Linked DNA regions of Mus musculus: region 2 is linked to region 1. The links are chromatin contacts, called in public HiChIP or PLAC-seq maps. All regions are on one chromosome and are shown on one strand. Each heading gives the region's core, a stretch centred on a gene start, on an enhancer-like site or on the middle of the called end of the contact. The rest is flanking DNA. Distances are from core to core; before and after follow the strand shown.

Region 1 (4,205 bases), core at 1,171-3,670:
TAATCCTCTGTCGGGCTTAGCACATGGGATGCTCTAGTGGCTACTACTGATGGGAGCAGAGAACTTGGGGATTGTACAGGGAAAAAACACGATTACCTCATAATTATGATTTATGAGATTTCTCTTCTGATGAATACAAGAGTAACCGTGCTAAATTTTAATACATACCTACATCTATCTTCTAAAAGCAATGAATTTAAAACAAAGGACAGAATTTAAGCAAAGTCATTCACACACACACACACACACACACACACACACACACACACACACACACACACACACAATCATTGTTAAAACCATTTACTCAGAGCCAGGGAGATGGCTTAGTGGGTTAAGGTGGTTGTAGCCAAGTCTAACCACCTGAGTTCATTCCCAGGGATTCACATGGTAGAAGGAAAAAACAGACTCCCACAGACTTTCTTCTGACATGCCCATGTGTTCTGTGGCATGGCTGAGACCCCAATTAAAGAGACTGAATAAGTTAGCTATTATTAAAAATGATAAATAAAATCACCTGTTTGCTCCAAATCAGTGGTGCTTTAGTGTGCTCGCTTCCCCTCTCCTCCTGCCTGGACTCTACAACTAGAGTTCATCACAGATGGCTCTGTGAGTTACTCCTGGATACAGGTCTCAGTAACAAAGCTTCTCTATTATTCTGTGCCTCTGGCCCTCACACTAGGGTCCCATTTATCAGCCTTCTCTCTATCTATTATGCATTTGTTTAGAAAAGTGATTCAACCTATGTTAACCTAATATATTAGCAATCTCTAACTACCTCCTTTGAATTGCTCCATGGTCCTTAAAGGTCCTTGTATGTCCGGGATGTAGAATTCTTTAATAAGTGACTTCCTTTTGCAGGGAAGTCTCATTATCTATACACACATGCACAGACATAGACATAGGCTTTTCAGTTGTGCTTGCTTTTATGGGTTTATAAATGTGAATTCTATTCTCGATATCCCTTGACTCAATTCCAACATGAATTTTATCAGTACATGTAAATCATATTGTGCACGACTATGGGGACATTTCGCTTGGACTCGTACCTGCATGCCTTTGTTCTGGTCCTTTCCTGATCCTGCCTTAAACACCTTAATTTTGCAGATGGGCAAACCAAAGTTAGCATTAGGACTTTATTATCCATTTCCTAAGGTCAAATAACTTCCCGTAATCTCGAGACCAGAATATAGATAGATTTCCTAACTCCAGGCTTTTTGCAGCAGACATTTAGTCTCTCAGTGACTAAAGGCCAGAGGCATGCTGGGAGAGAACATGGTGTGGAATACAAAGGGATCTATTTCATGCTGCGTCCAGAGGTGTCATCCATACCCAGGAAACACTTTTAATTACTCACCTGGCATTAATTTACTGATCTGTGTCTACTCGGTGACTAGACACTCCCTGGCCCATGCTGATTAAGTCTGGTGTGAATCAGATTGTCACATCACGCTTTATCAGCAGCTTGGAAAAGTAGCCTCCCCCACAGCAGTCCCTACACAAAGGCGATGAATTGATTTGGTCTCTAATTGCTGTGCACAGAATAACATTTCCTTACAGTTGGTTTGTTTGGGTTTTTTAAGATTAATTTTTAACTTTTGCAAACAAGTTAAAGTGTAAATGACACCATGGTCCCTGCTTCCCTATCATCTCCCCCATCTGACCATGTGACCCTTCCCTGCTTTGTCCTCTCTTAAATATATGGATACAACTTACTCAGTCTATTTAGTGTTGTCTGTTTGTGTATGATTTCTGGGCTGACCACTTGATAGTGGACAACCAAATAGGTGAAATGACACTTTATAAATTGCTGCACCTGAATAGTTGGTCCTTATGTGCCAACTATATTCGGAAGCTCGTACAAAACAGCAGGATAAATTCCTTAATAGGACTTAGTTCTTCACCCGCTTGTAGATTAAAGCAGAAAAATGTGGCCATACTTTATATTAACAATATAATTTTCTATGTTTATTCAACATGCCAAATTCCTCTTATTGTGAAAAATTGTCTATCCACAAAATTTTATAATAATTGAGCCTATTTGCCTGTCCCCCCTGATGATACTAATATTTTCTTTCCATGGTGTGTTAGGAAATACTCGCCTTAGGAAACAGCCTGATGCTTGTCACAGCTGCAGCCCCACTGATGCAGAAAATCTGGCATTTACAGAGAATGAGACTTGCTCTCTCTGGCTTTGTCTGCCCTTCTGCAATCGCCTTTGTTTAGTCTTTGTGTTTGGAGCCACTGAAAAGAGACAGCTTTCAGGAGCAAGTGAATAGGAATGAGGGCATACTCATGTGTGAATAAGATGGTGATGGCAAAGAAAATTGATTTTCCCCCTCCAGCTGAAGTCTGTGGGGGAGGTTGCTCTGCTTGTCACTGATAGCTGTATGAGTCACAGCCCGGGACCGCCCCCAGGCCAGACCAGCCCCTGCTGCGGTTACCATGGCACTTGGAGCTCCTATCATAAGCTTCACCATCAGAGCTCAGTACTGATAGCTCCCTGTGCTCTTTGTGCATTCGTGGATAGATGTATCAGAGATGAGAACTCGCTTCTACACCAGTGTCTAGCAAAGGGCTGACACACAGTGGGTACTTCAGGCGTTCAATGAAAGAGTGAATACCGTTTAAAATTAAGCTCATTTATAACTTCCATCTTTTGAAAGAAAAAAATTAAGATTTATTTTTATTTTTGAGGATTGTGTATTTGTGTGAATATATGTTCTCTCTCTCTCTCTCTCTCTCTCTCTCTCTCTCTCTCTCTCTCTCTCTGTGTGTGTGTGTGTGTGTGTGTGTGTGTGTGTGTTTGCCTACAAAGGCCAAGAGAGAGCATTAGATCCCCTAGGGCTAGAGTTACTTGTTGCTATGAGCCACAACAATATGGATACTAGAAACCTGAATTCTTCCTCTACAATTCAGTAAGTGCTTCTTTTAACTGCTGAGTCATCTCTCCAGCACACCAGTTTCCTTAACATGCAAGCAAGCAAATAAACAGTTTTACTGAAATATAGCGAACATACACAAGACCCACACATACTTGGTTACAGTTTGATGAGTTTGGGCATGTGTACACACCCACCCTATCACCATGGACTAGGTAATGAACATGCTGTCACATCCAAGAGTCTCCTGTGCATCTCCTTTAGGTTCAAAATATTTCAAAACATGAATTCCAGAACACCAAAGAAAAGTGAAAGCCAATCTCTGCTCTCTGACCCTTGACAGCTTTGTTTTCCCAAACTCGGTTTTCTTTCCACTTGCCTCTCTTCCATCCCATTCCCAACATCCTGCAAACCACACCTACCTGTAATGCATGGGATGGGGGGAGGGGAATAAAGAGAGAGAATAACAAAGTGGAAGCATGCAGAGGATACAATGACTGGGACAATCTCTCTTATCCTCCAAAATGTATAAGCAGGATCTCCACTGCAGTCCCATGACCAGGTGATGTTTATCTGGATGAGCTACAGTTGTAGAGAATGTGTGTGCCGCTTTTATGACATTTGCTTATCTCCAAGTGAACAAATAAACCCTGGTCCAAAGCCCATACCTGGGAAGTCACGGACCCTAGGATAGAGCTGACTGCTCTTATTTGGCTAAACGGCCATACTATCAAATTGCCTTCTAAATATTTATGCTTATACTCATAGACCCAGGCTGCTCTCAGCCGTAGTCAGAGAAGTTTTCTTCTGCATGAGCAAGAGCCAAGAGCAAGATGCAGAACTTGTCAGAGTGCAGAGATGGAGTCCAGTGGCACTGGCCTGAAATTGCAGTTACAATTTCAGGGGTGGGGGGTGGGGGGTGGGGGGTAGCAATAGGACACTTGCAAATTCAAAGCCTGTATGGGCTACAGAGTGAGGTCAAGGCCAGCCTAGGCAATGTAGCGAGAGCCTGTCTCTAAATAAAGAAGTTCAGAGAGGCAGGTCTATAGCTCAGTGGTAAAGTGCTTGCCTAGAATATCCAAGGCAAAAGGTTTAGAAAGAAAAGAGCCCAGTTATTCTCACCTCTGCTCTGCAACCTGACAAATACGCACAAACCTTTAGGATTAGTCTGCATTTTAAACGTCTTCTCCATTTCTTTCACAGGTCTATATAAGTAACAAAATTTAAGTCAAGCCCTGCTTGGTAGCGTTTGAGGTTTCTATAGTTCAATTCTCCCTTCCACCATGTTGTGCTGAGTGAGGGACTCAACAGCACCAAGCACAG
Region 2 (4,001 bases), core at 53-2,552, 230 kb after region 1:
ACTGAGCTCCACAGGCAGGACCCACGTGCCTGCCTCTGACCACCTCCTTTACAGTTCCCACCACACTGCCTGACTCTGAGAAGTATTTGTTAATAACTAATGGAGATAAAACAATAATAGAAGAGAGTATTGTATACAAATAAACACAGGGTCTTGATGAAGGGTCTCAAAATTACCAGATGCTATTTGATAAGTTTGGACTCTGTCTAATGAGCAACAAAAAGACAATGTGACCCATGTCATCAGGCAGATGCTCCTCATTTTGAACGAGAGAACTGGTACTCAGAGAATTGTTGGCTGGGGAGACAGGACTTTTGAAGAGCTCTGGTTTGGGCAACTTGGATGCATTTGGGGAAAATATTCTGGATCTGGAGGGCTGTCCTGGGATAAGCAGAGAAGGCTTCGAAGTGTACTTCATCTTCCATTTGTTGTCTTCTTGCCTTTCCTCATCTGAGAGTAATGGTCTGTCTCTGTCTCTGGGAGAATAGCTAATCATTCCATTCCAAACTGGGACCCAAGTTTGCCCTTCTATTCAGTTCATACATTATTCTCACTCACCATGTCTTCCCATAGACCCACCCTTTCTCATATGCTTACCATTTCTTAAAAGACCCAACATGCTGACTTTCTCAAAGAAGGGGCCACTTGTCTACGCTTAAGCAGACAATGAGAACCATGTAGTTTGTAGTTACAGTTAGATAGAAGAAGGAATAGGAGAGATCCTTCCAGAAAGGCCCTCAAGTCACATCTGCTGCTCCTACTTCAAAGTTGGGCAATGTCGTGGGATACAGGGTGAATGAGGTACAGCAGGCAAAGGATCAGCTTCTCCTCACTAGCTACCCAGGCTTAGCCATGTTGCCCACGAGCACAGAACACTGTAAGGTGCTAAACGGAACTGATGGCCTCTCCCCAAGAGGATGAAAATGGTAAATCCAATGGCTTGAATTGAAGTTCACAGGGAACCTGTATACCTGTCTTGAGTTGTGAGCTTGAGTTTCTGTATGGGCTAATCCAGGCAGCATTCTTAGTGATTCCTAGTCATCACTCCATGTGAAGACTCGGAAGAATTCTGGTAATTGAAAACTGTCCCAATGTGGCCTGGATGTGACCCCACGAAGAGCTCAGTCGGGTCACTATGACACAGCCAAACTAGGCACTCAACACAGGCCATCTGGTAGACCCCGGGAGACTAAGAAACTTGATTCTGTTCTTTCGCTATCATTCCTATGGCATTTCTCTGGGGTTTGGTTGGATGAGGCAATTTTCTCCTTTAAGGTGCCAACTGGTTTGGACTGAATGTGACTTGGCACTGGAGCTCCTTGGCATGGCAAACTGGCCAATTGTTTCCCCTCTATGCTCACTGGATATGTACCAGGCCTACTACTGAGACCACTGGTTGAACAATAATCAACGATTAAAAGTAATTTTCTCCCATGGTTGCATAACATCAAATTCTCCTTTAGAGTCTGTCTTTTTTTTAATCTAGATTCATTTAAACTCTAATTTTTCAAAATATGATAATAAGAATATTCTGAAAAGCTTTCTGAACAGTACATTTTAACTTTTTAAATGATGCAGGTATTAATTATACCAGGTCACTCTTCCTTCTTAAATGTGCCATACAATGGAAGCTGCTTGCACTACCGCTTAACACTGCCCGCACCATCGCTGGATTGCTAAATGGCACATGAAGATTGCTGGTGGGCAAGGGTAAAGTGAACTAAGATCTGAGTCTGGTCTTGACCCATTCACAGAAGAGGCATGCAAATTTGGGGTAACCACTGCCCTGTTCAGCTTAATTGTCTTGATCTCTACAGGGCAGAGGGAGGTTGCTGGTCACTAGAGTCCTGCCAATGCTTAAAGCCTAGAAGTTCTATGGCTGCACTTACCAGGAACTCACCACAAATCTAGAGTCTCTGAGAGCTGTCATCAGGACCTCAAGCTTTCAAATAGCTAATACAAAGCACACGTACTGGGAAGCTAAAAGCTTTCTGATTCCATACTTTCAATACTCAGTCCCCCTGATTCAGGAAGAAGCCATTGAGCTAGAAAAGAGAGCCCTCTAAATACCAAACCAGCACTGTCACCTCATAGCTGAAACACAACTGTAATAGCCAAGACTTTCAGTGTCTCCTTACCAACATGCCAACACACTGATGGAGCCCCAGGTCAAAAATGAGAAGCTGGGTGTTCCCAATGGTTAGGCTATTAAGTAAAAGACCAGGAGGCTTCATCGAAATTTTCCAGTGTCCGTTTCTCCTTGGGACCTAGAAGCTTCTACAATAGAAGTGAGGATTCTGAGAAGATTGTTTCTGTTGGCTTTCAGCCATGAGCACCTGTTCCACCTGCCTCGAGCCAGCTGGTTTTGAAGTGGTCACAGGGTTTCGGTTGAAAAAGAATCCAAAAACCTGCAGCAACTAATAGTGGATGGAAATTTAATTGTCTCAGACCAAGGAGATGGCACAGTAGGTAAAAAGCACTCATATCAGATCCTGGCAAACAAGCTCAGTCCCTGAATCCCACCTTTAGCCAGATGCGTGCAGTATAATAATCATAATCGTCTATAATCCTGGCACTCCTACAGTGAGATGGGAGGCAGAGACAAGATCCAAAATCAACTGGCTATCTGGCTTAAAATACATAGAACTGTACAGAACAAACAATAGATCATCATCATCATCATCATCATCATCATCATCATCCTGCCTCAACAAAGCAGAAGGAAAGAATCTACCACGGAAAGTATTTCCTCTGAGCTTCACAAACACATTGTGACACAGTCAGACAAATGCACACATAAAATACACATACACACACACACACACACACATGCCCCACTTTGAGAATGAATGAATAAATAAATAAATATTTTCTTGAAAGCTCCAAAGCATTGAAAAAAATTTCTAAAGCCCAAGAATTAAAATAGGCAAACTCACACGTGAAAGGTGACCTGACCTACAGGGCAAGATGTTCCAGGAACTAAGCTGATTGCTGTTGGATCCCTGGAGGCAAAGTCAGGACAGAGGTCACTGAGGGATGAATCACAGCTATGGGGACAAAAGAAGCACACGCTTCACACATAGGGGCTTCAGAAAACTTACTCTTCCTGGAAAGCATGACAAGAGATGTTGGGGTGTTTGACAGCAAATGGTACAGAATGGGAGAGACACAAGAGAGAAATGCCAACACAGAAGACAACCAAGGACCAGAAAGAAAGTGCATAGAAGACGGAAGACCATAGGAAGAAAGCTGGAGGAGAGAAGTGAGGGGCTACAATGGTTAGAAAAGAAAGCTGCATGCCACAGGGCAGCCACAAGCACAGGGAAAGCAAGGACACTTGGCCATTCAGTCAACTACAGTCTTCATCAACCAGGTCAACCATTCAACGGGAAGAGCGATGGCCTTACAAGTCACTGTGCTGGGTTCTAGAACTCTGTGAGTGAACAAAAGCAAGGCCCTGATCAAGTGGAATTCACACTGTACTACTGTGTGGGTCAGAGAACCATAGTTTGTATTCGTTCCTTTTCTGTCACTGTGACAGAATACCAGACAGAAGCAATTTAAAGAATGAAGCGTTTATTTCTAGCTCATGGTTTTAGGGGGTACAGTCTATGTCATGGTGGGTAAATCAGGATGGCAGGAATGTGAGGCCTCTCGTTACACTTGCATCCACTGCTAGGAAGCTGAGAAGGGTGGAGATTGGTGCTCTGTACCCTTTACCCTTCTTAACCAGCCCAAGACCACAACCCATGAAATGGTGCCACCCACATTATAAATCTCTCAGAGATGTGACCAGAGATTTCTCTTCTAGGTGATTCTAGGACCTGTCAGGCTGACAGTCAAATCAGCCATCACACATCCTTAGCACAACTGGTTCCACCCTGGTGCTCCCGATAGATGGAAACCTACATATAACCTTCTTCAGCTGTGCTCACACTTCCAAAAGCATCACCAGGAACCTGGGAGAGACGGATCTGAGAATAAAATTGAGTTTGGAAGGA

What was found. HiChIP or PLAC-seq counts read pairs in DNA pulled down with a chosen protein or histone mark.
Region 2: a contact with region 1 is called in an H3K27ac HiChIP or PLAC-seq map of VIP interneurons, with 3 times the contacts expected there. The contact joins two enhancer-like sites. A contact is called at or near these places in 2 of 484 Hi-C or Micro-C datasets (both in nephron progenitors) and 3 of 115 datasets of contacts at active chromatin or transcription factors (VIP interneurons, differentiating embryonic stem cells and embryonic basal ganglia).

What each region holds. Positions count from the first base shown.
Region 1 is chr14:66,492,426-66,496,630 of GRCm38.p6, forward strand. No RefSeq gene overlaps it. Among named protein-coding and RNA genes, the nearest start is that of Gm41184, 22 kb to the left of the region's middle. RefSeq lists an enhancer at 316-4,205. Within about 2 kb of position 2,421, at least 127 of the 459 cell types and tissues checked have an H3K27ac peak or open chromatin away from gene starts, as enhancers often do. A contact at or near this core is called in VIP interneurons, where this site is marked.
Region 2 is chr14:66,719,284-66,723,284 of GRCm38.p6, forward strand. All of the region lies in intron 2 of Adra1a (adrenergic receptor, alpha 1a), which reads left to right. Among named protein-coding and RNA genes, the nearest start is that of Adra1a, 86 kb to the left of the region's middle. Within about 2 kb of position 1,303, at least 6 of the 459 cell types and tissues checked have an H3K27ac peak or open chromatin away from gene starts, as enhancers often do. A contact at or near this core is called in VIP interneurons, where this site is marked.